2 separate regions of the Pan troglodytes genome follow, and region 1 is linked to region 2. Evidence: chromatin contacts called from public HiChIP or PLAC-seq data. All regions are on one chromosome and are shown on one strand. The core of a region is the stretch at or near the end of the contact, and the rest is flanking DNA. Distances in the headings are between cores, read along the strand shown. Region 1 holds the start of PRPF38B (pre-mRNA processing factor 38B). Region 2 holds the start of STXBP3 (syntaxin binding protein 3).

What was found. HiChIP or PLAC-seq counts read pairs in DNA pulled down with a chosen protein or histone mark.
Region 1: an H3K4me3 HiChIP or PLAC-seq map of stem cell-derived excitatory neurons shows a contact between it and region 2, with 3 times the contacts expected there. The contact joins the promoter of PRPF38B here to the promoter of STXBP3 in region 2. A contact is called at or near these places in 2 of 7 Hi-C or Micro-C datasets (blood and stem cell-derived neural progenitor cells) and 1 of 1 datasets of contacts at active chromatin or transcription factors (stem cell-derived excitatory neurons).

What each region holds. Positions count from the first base shown.
Region 1 is chr1:122,801,877-122,805,859 of NHGRI_mPanTro3-v2.0_pri, reverse strand. It overlaps PRPF38B (pre-mRNA processing factor 38B), which reads left to right and starts at 2,045. Exons shown (of 6, transcript XM_001145049.7): 1 at 2,045-3,983. The coding sequence starts at 3,881.
Region 2 is chr1:122,746,561-122,750,470 of NHGRI_mPanTro3-v2.0_pri, reverse strand. It overlaps STXBP3 (syntaxin binding protein 3), which reads left to right and starts at 2,438. Exons shown (of 18, transcript XR_010159228.1): 1 at 2,438-2,659.

The sequences.
Region 1 (3,983 bases), core at 796-3,295, 56 kb before region 2:
GCTCACACTTGTAATCCCAGCATTTGGGGAAGCTGAGAAGGGAGGATTGCTTGAGACCAGGAGTTTGAGACCAGCCTGGGCAACATAGTGAGATCCTGTCTCTACCAAAAAATATATAATTAGCTGGGTATGGTGGCACATGCCTGTACTCCTAGTTACTCGGGAGGCTGAGGCAGGAGGATTGTGTGAGCCCAGGAGTTTGAGGTTACAGTGAGTTATGATCACACCACTGCTCTCCAGCCAGGGTGACAGAAAGAGACTCTGTCTCCAAAAAAAGAAAAAGAAGATAATTCAATAGCAAGCCAAAGACTGTGTAAAAATACTTGAAACACATATATACACAAAAGACTTACATACAGATCATGTAACCAGTCCTTGCCACTCAACAATAAGACAAACAAAATAACAAAATTGGCAAATTATTTGAAGTTACTTCACAGCAGAAAATATATAAATGACAATAAGCACCTGAAAAAATGTTCAACATCATTAGTGGTAAGAGAAATGTAAATTAAAGTCACAATGAGATACCACCTTATACCCATTACAACGGCTAAAAAAAAATGTTCTGTTTTCCTTTTTAGAGACAAGATTTCTCTGTCACCCAGACCGGAGTGCAGTGTTGGGATCACGGCTAACTGCAGTCTCAAACTCCTGGGCTCTAGTGATCCTCCCTCTTGCGCCCCTGAGTAGCTGGATCTACAGGCAAGCACCACTACACCTGGCTAGATTTTTATTTTTTTGTAGATGGGTATTACTACATTGGTCCGGATGGTCTCAAATTCCTGGCTTCAAGGGATCCTCCCTCCTCAGCCTCCCAAAGCACTGGGATTACAGGTGTGAGCCACTACTCCCAGCCAGAATAGCTAAAACTAACATTATATATATAAAATGTGAAGTGTTGGTGAGGTTATGGAGCAACTGGAACTGTCATACACTGCTGGTGGGAATGAAAAATGTACAACCATCTCAGCAAACAGTTTGGCTATTTCATAAGTGCCGGGTGAGGTGTCAGAGCCCTAGCACTAGAAAGTGGTCAACTCACGGGTTGGTAAGAATTTACAGACAACAGTATAGGTTTAAAAAGGAAACTTCTATTAAATAGAATGCTGCAAAAGAGTGCAGCGGGGCGCCTCAGAAAGAGAGGACTGAGTGTGCCAGTGAATTTTTCCTTAGGGATATTTATGGACCTCAAAGAGGGAGCTTATGGGCAATTTGGACCATATTAGCCATGTAGGTCATGATAAGTGATTACATTTGTAGACATTCTGGTGCCTTAATGTCAGCAAGGGTCACACAATGAGTTTTGATATGCATGCATTCAAGAGATGTATAGAAATTCTAGTTACTTATAAATTTTGGGGAAAAAAACTGGAACCAGATGCCTGTGTTAGATAACAGGAAAGTCTAATTACTTCTGAATTCCTCAGATAAGAAGTTTTTGTCTCCAGGGCCTGCTGGATGGTCACCAGGTAATTTTGCTCTGGTCATTTTCCCCTGACAAATAACTTGGTCAAATCTTGGACCCTTTATATTCCCCCATGCTCAAGTCCGCCTGTTGCATATCATGGTCTCAAGAAAGAGAAAATAGCATAGTGAATAGGGATGTCAAGTCTATCTGGCTACTTCCTGCTGAAAGAGGGCTCTCCAGCCTGGGCCAGAGAGTGGGACTCTGTCTCAAAAAAAAAAAAAAAAAACCAGACAGTCTAGTCACAAATGTTCACAGCATTTTCAACAACAATTTGTGTTGTTTCTAATTTGGGGCTATTACAAATAAAAATGCTGTTCCCATCAATGATTAGATAAACAAAATAGTGATAAATCCATACAACTGAATACTAATCAGTAATTAAAACAAAACACAACCTGCTGATACATGCAATAAGGAGGCAAAAAAAAAGAGAACACTGCGTGGGGATAATGATTTCATTTATTTAAGATTCAAGAAAATGCAAACTAGTCTCTACTGACAGAAAGTGGTTGCTTCGGTATGAGGTTGGAAAGAGAGATGGATTACAAAGGGCACAAGAAAACTTTTGGGATTGACAGAAGATTATGTTTATTGTAGTAGTGGTTTAATGGGTATACATATATGTCAAAACTGATCAAACCAAACTTAAACGGCTTTATATATGTGCAGCATAGAGGTCTTCAATTATAACTGAATAAAGTTTTTTTAAAAAATGGGGATAAAAATAACATCTTCAGCCTGTTGTAGGGATTCACTGAATATGTTAAAGCACTTTATCATAATACCTGGCTCCGAGTTTGATGCCGCTGACACTTAGATATCAAACTCAACCTCTCTACCAAGCTCTTCATCCAAACAGACTAGGGGTAAAGACTGTCTAAGACTATACAGAAAGATCATGTATCTGAGGAATTAAAAATAGGGCATAAGATTTGGCAATGTGTCACTCGGTAAACTCAATAAACTAGTATTATCAAGGCAAAAAATATATACACAAAAAGAACTGGATTAAAAAAATTTTTTTCTATGGACTTTTAACGTGATAACTCATGACACAGGGGTTAGGATCTTCAGTTTTCCTTTGGAAGTTAATAAAAACCACTATAGAGAAAAACAAGATTTGCTAGTAAGAAGGTGAAAACTGCTTCTCCTCTCAGGGTTCTAGTTCTCTTGCAACCTAAAACAAAGGAACCAGACAGGATAACCACTTTCGTACCGTACAGCTCCAAACACTAATCAATCACTCCATTCACTTATCTTTTCTATTTCCTTGTATTCTGTCAAACAACTGTCTCTTGGTTTAAATACTTTTCTGCTGGTCTTCGCTCTCTCTCTCTCCCCTTCTGGTTTATTTTCATCCAGATGTGGATTTTCCCCAAAGTTTCCATCTTATCCTTTTCTCCTCCTGTGTATGCGCCACTGAAGTCAAGATTGCCACATTCAAACTCCCCACACATTCACACACCCACTCCCAATATACAGTATCTCGCCCAATGTTTATCACTCCGGATACATTCCTAGAATCCAAAGATCTGGAGCAGGGAGAAAAAGAAAAGGCGCCTACCAGATGCCTGGAACAGTCTACTAGGCACTACAAGTACATTAGCTCTTTCAATGCTCACAACAGCCCAGCCAGATGTTATCTCAATCTTACGGTTGAAGAAATTTAAGACCTCTGGCTGGACACTAGAGGCTGGCGAAGTACGTGACCTTTGATCAGAATCTCCTGGAGGAGTGGGGTCCCTGACCATTGTACCTTCCAGAGAACCTTAAAACTGAGATCCCAGGAGACCCCTCTCGGATACTCTGCAGAAGTCAGAGTGACGATATTAGCAAGCACACCGCAGCCATGCGAACCCTTCCTGGCTCAGCTCCCGACAAAAGAAATCAAGCCCCCAGTCAAAATACAACAACAACGGATTAGGCCTACAACCCTCTCCCCCGGCCCCCAAATTCTCAGGGGAAATCCCCTAAGAGTCAGGTACGGAGGTCACTGCAGCGACTTCAGCGTGCAGAGAACGCGCGGAACTAGGAAGAGGACGCTCCAGCCCACCTGAGCGTCTCTGATTGGCCGCCAGCTCAGCTTGGAACGCTGGGGTGCGTGGCGTCATATCCGCCGGGCCCGCCATCTTGTTCCCAGGGGCAGTTGGCGGAAGAGATCGAGCTCCCTGGCCGCCGGCTCGCCTTCTGCGTGGAGTTCTCGCGGTCTGGGTTTCGCTGTCTGCTCTTGGCCCGGGGTCCTTTTGTCGGCATCGGGTGCCCTCTCTTGCCCAGCTGGGGCACAGCGAGGCGGCCCCTTCTCCCGACGACGTTCGATGGAGTAGGGTCCCAGACCGTTGTCCCGAAGAGCGAGATCGAGCTTGGCCCCCTCCCCCCCCTCCTTCCCTCCCTCCTTCCTTCCGCCGCAACATGGCTAACAACAGCCCCGCGCTGACAGGCAACTCGCAGCCGCAGCACCAGGCGGCTGCAGCTGCGGCTCAGCAACAGCAGCAGTGCGGCGGCGGCGGCGCCA
Region 2 (3,910 bases), core at 1,189-3,688:
CTAACTCAAGTGCGTGTACATTCAACCCTCAGTTATTTTGGCCATTTACCTGCTCTGAATTATACAAAGCAGCTTTTCATCCCTGGCCAGTGTTAGCAGATTTTACCTTCTACTTTGCTGTGTCACGTTTAGGGAATCCAAGTTCATTTTTCAATTTGTTTAGGCAAGCAAACTAGAGGAGACGTAGAGAAACTGCTTAGGGAGCTTATGCAAATCTAGGGGAGCCTGGGAGGATAGGCAATTTGGTACACTAGAAAGAGCAATGGCCTTGGAGCCAGATGGATCCAGATCCTAGCTCATTTTGAGATTTTTCATGATTTATTTAACCTCCCTGAGACTCAGTTTTCTCATATGTAAAATGGCAATGGTCATCTTGCTGGGCTGTTGCGAGGTTTGAGATAATATATTCATATTCAGCACACAGGTGCAATGAAACTGAGGTGTTTGAGGTCACACTGCTAGTAAGAGGCAGAGCCAGATTTTGTAGGATGTAAACCTATGCCTACGTGCAGTTAAAGACCATGCTTGCTCCACTATTCCGCAGTGCCACCAAGGACTCTGGCCTTCAGGAGCATGAGCCAGAACTGCACCCCATGTGACCAGAGTCAAATTTCCAACCCAGAGGGACCTGTATTATTCCCTGGCACCTGGTCATTCTCCTGAAGGATAAGAGATGGAGGCACCTCACCCATCTCACTCTTCCCTCTTGGTTTGGCTCTTCAGAGCAAGGGGCTTCACCTCAGAAGGGTGAATTTTCCCTGGCACATATTTTTCTTATGGATTGGGGCTTCACCCTGCTAAACTAAGCAGAACCTAACTTAAAATGAAAAGGGAGAGGGAAATCATATGTGCACTTGTTTAAAAAATTGAGCAACTGAATCAATTTAGAGTAGGTTTAAAGGAGGTCAGGGCTCCAGCTTCTATTCTCATATAGGCCTTGAACAGAAAAACCACTCAGCCATAGGTTGTGCCAGAACCCATTTTATGGCCTTTTTTATTGTTAGAGACAGGGTCTCATTCTGTTCCCCAAACTGGAGTACAGTTGCATGATCATAGCTCACTGCAGCCTGGAACTCCCAGGCTCAAGCAGTCGTCCTATGTCAGCCTCGCAAGCAGCTACGACTCCTCAGCTTGCAGGTAGCATGCGCCATCATGCCCAGCTAACTTTTTTATTAATTTTTTTTTTTTTTTGGTGGAGACAGCAGTCTTGCTATGTTGCCCAGGCTGGTCTTAAACTCCTGGCCTCTATCAGTCCTCCTGCCTAGGCCTCCCAAAGTGCTGGGATTACAGGTGTGAGCCACCATGCCCAGCCTGTTCTTAATTCTTCATTTGACTTTCCTCTCCTAAAAATTGCAGGTTACCCCACAGACTACTCTATTGCTTTCCATGTAGCCCAAGCCTGATCTTTGTTCCCACTCCACCACTAAGTGCATCCTTGGCAAGTTACTTGACTTCATTAAGCCTCAGTTTCCTTGTTGTAAGTGTTGCTTTGAGGATCAGTGAGGTAATCTACTTAGCATGGTGCCTGGCATACGGTAAGTAAGCACTCAGTAAATATTAGACATTATTAGTAGTAGCAGTATCTAACCACTTCTACTTCCCTGTGTGACCAATTTGAATCTTTACAGCCACTGGTTCTTTGCAAATCCTTCTAGGAAAGCCTACTTTCTGCCAATGTCACATGGTTATCTCACAGTTAGGGCTCTTAGCAACTAAACTGATCTAACTTAACGTTTGAGGACTTTGATTTAAAGTCCCAAAGGAACCATCTCAGTAAACAGATCTCTACCTAAACTTTCTGAGCTCAGATCTCCTCCTCTGTGAATCAACTTTCAACAATAATTGTAGATTCTGAAGCATTAACAGGTCCTCCCTACATTTGTTGCATAAATTTGTTAATAAATGATTATTGTTTTGTTGGTTCATTTATGTATATCTTATCATTAAGGCATTCAATTTTTAAACTAAGTTTTAACTACCTGCAGCATTCCAGGAATTGTGCTCTTTAATTAGATTATAAATTCTTCAGGGGAAAGAGTCGATCTCTCATTTCTTTGAGTTTCCTAAAAGTCCAGCACAGTTCTTGGCACACTGGAGGGAACCTCACAGTTCTACGCAATTACTGTGTCCTTGAAAAAATGAATGAAATAAACATTTGGGTACAGTACATTTTCCATTGGGTAGTTGGGCTGGCTACTGAGTGAAGTCTATTATGAATCGCCTTGCGAAGTGAAGGGTTATTCTGTAATGGGGAGGATCCTCCAGTCTTCGTGTATGTGTGAACTCGGAATTTCATAGACGGCCTTGGCTCACGATCGGTTTGGCACTTCGCGTTCCTAGGCCATAGGACGTCGAACCTCGGGCGACAGCAGCCTCCCGCTAGGGTGCTCCCGACTTCCCACGGAGGTTCCACCTGTACTGCGCAGCCTCCGTCCGGGAGTGGGCGGAAATTCCCTTGCTGACGCGCGTGACGTCACCGGAGGGCGAGGTCTGCTAGAGGGGGTGGGGCATTCTCCTGCAGCAAGGGGCGGGGCCACCCCAACGCCGCTTCTGCGGCCAAAGTAGGTTGGGAGTGGAAGGTGGTGGCTGCTGCTCCGCAGTGTCGGGAAGATGGCGCCGCCGGTGGCAGAGAGGGGGCTAAAGAGCGTCGTGTGGCAGAGTGAGTGCGGTGGGGTAGGGGTTGAGAGAGGGAAGGCCGGGAGGCTGCCGTGCCGGGCCTCGTTTTGCAGCCCCAACCCAGCGGTCTGTTGAGGAGCCGCCGCGAGCACTTGTTGCTTTGGGACCTGTGTGAGGACTTCTTCCTGCTTTCCTGCCCTGCCTTATTCCTTGCCAGCACCAGGGATGGGCGGGGTGCGACGGGACGCGGCCTTCTCGTTGGCGTCGGGCACCCCCTCGCCTCGGCCGCGCTCTGGCCGCGAAGCTCCGCCCCGGGTGAGCCGCCCGGCCCGGCTTTCCCTCCCGCGGAGCCCGTGCGTGTCCTCGGCCGCGCTCCCCACTCTTCTCCGCTCCCGTCCGCGCTCCACCAGTTGGGGATGTCTCTCCATCCGAGACAATCCGGGCGCTGTTTATTCCGCCCCCATCTCCACCCCACACTGGAGTTTGCAAGGACTGTTTATTATGCTTATTCGTGTTAGTATCAACCCGTGCTTTTCAAAAAACCTCACTGTTTAACAGACTCATCTTCCCCTATTCCGAGAGGAGCCTACTTTCTGAAAAGGTCTTGAGAAGGGACCATTGGAATGACCGGTGTCCAGCCGTGACATCTTCCTGCATAGCCTGGGCAAGAGCCGCTCCTTCCGTTTTCCCTACTCTCGGGGGCCGCTCCCTGCTGTTAGGACCGGACTCCTTATTGGTTACTGATGTTCTGCGGTATCATCCACAACTTTCATAAACATCGCTCCAAACCTAGGTCTGGCAGGTTAGAGAAAGAATGAAACCACCCAACAGGAATAACCATCATTGTTTGGCATCTCTGAGTTCAAAATAATTATGGCCTAGTAGTGGAAAGGGAGTAGCATCTAATTAGTATTTCTTAGTCCAACTTGTTGAACAAAAAACAAATGATTTAGTCAGCAGAATTCTGGGAGTTAGAGTTCCTTGTCTAAAATTAAAAATCCAGATCAGTAACTGGGATAGTGCCTAACATATAGCAGGCACTAAGCAAATGTATAAATAGGTGAAAAATATGAAATTATCTTTTAAAAGGTTAGATAATTTTAAGGTTGGCATTTGCTTTTTCAAGATTTACATGGCTGACTTAAGATTTGAGATGTTTTAAAACAATGGTATTTAAATACATTTATGTGAAAATGGTAACAAATTGTGTTGTATAAATAATTTCCAAAATATGTATGTGATTAACATCTGCATGTATGTATTTAAGCCAGTTCTTTACATATTGAATCATAAG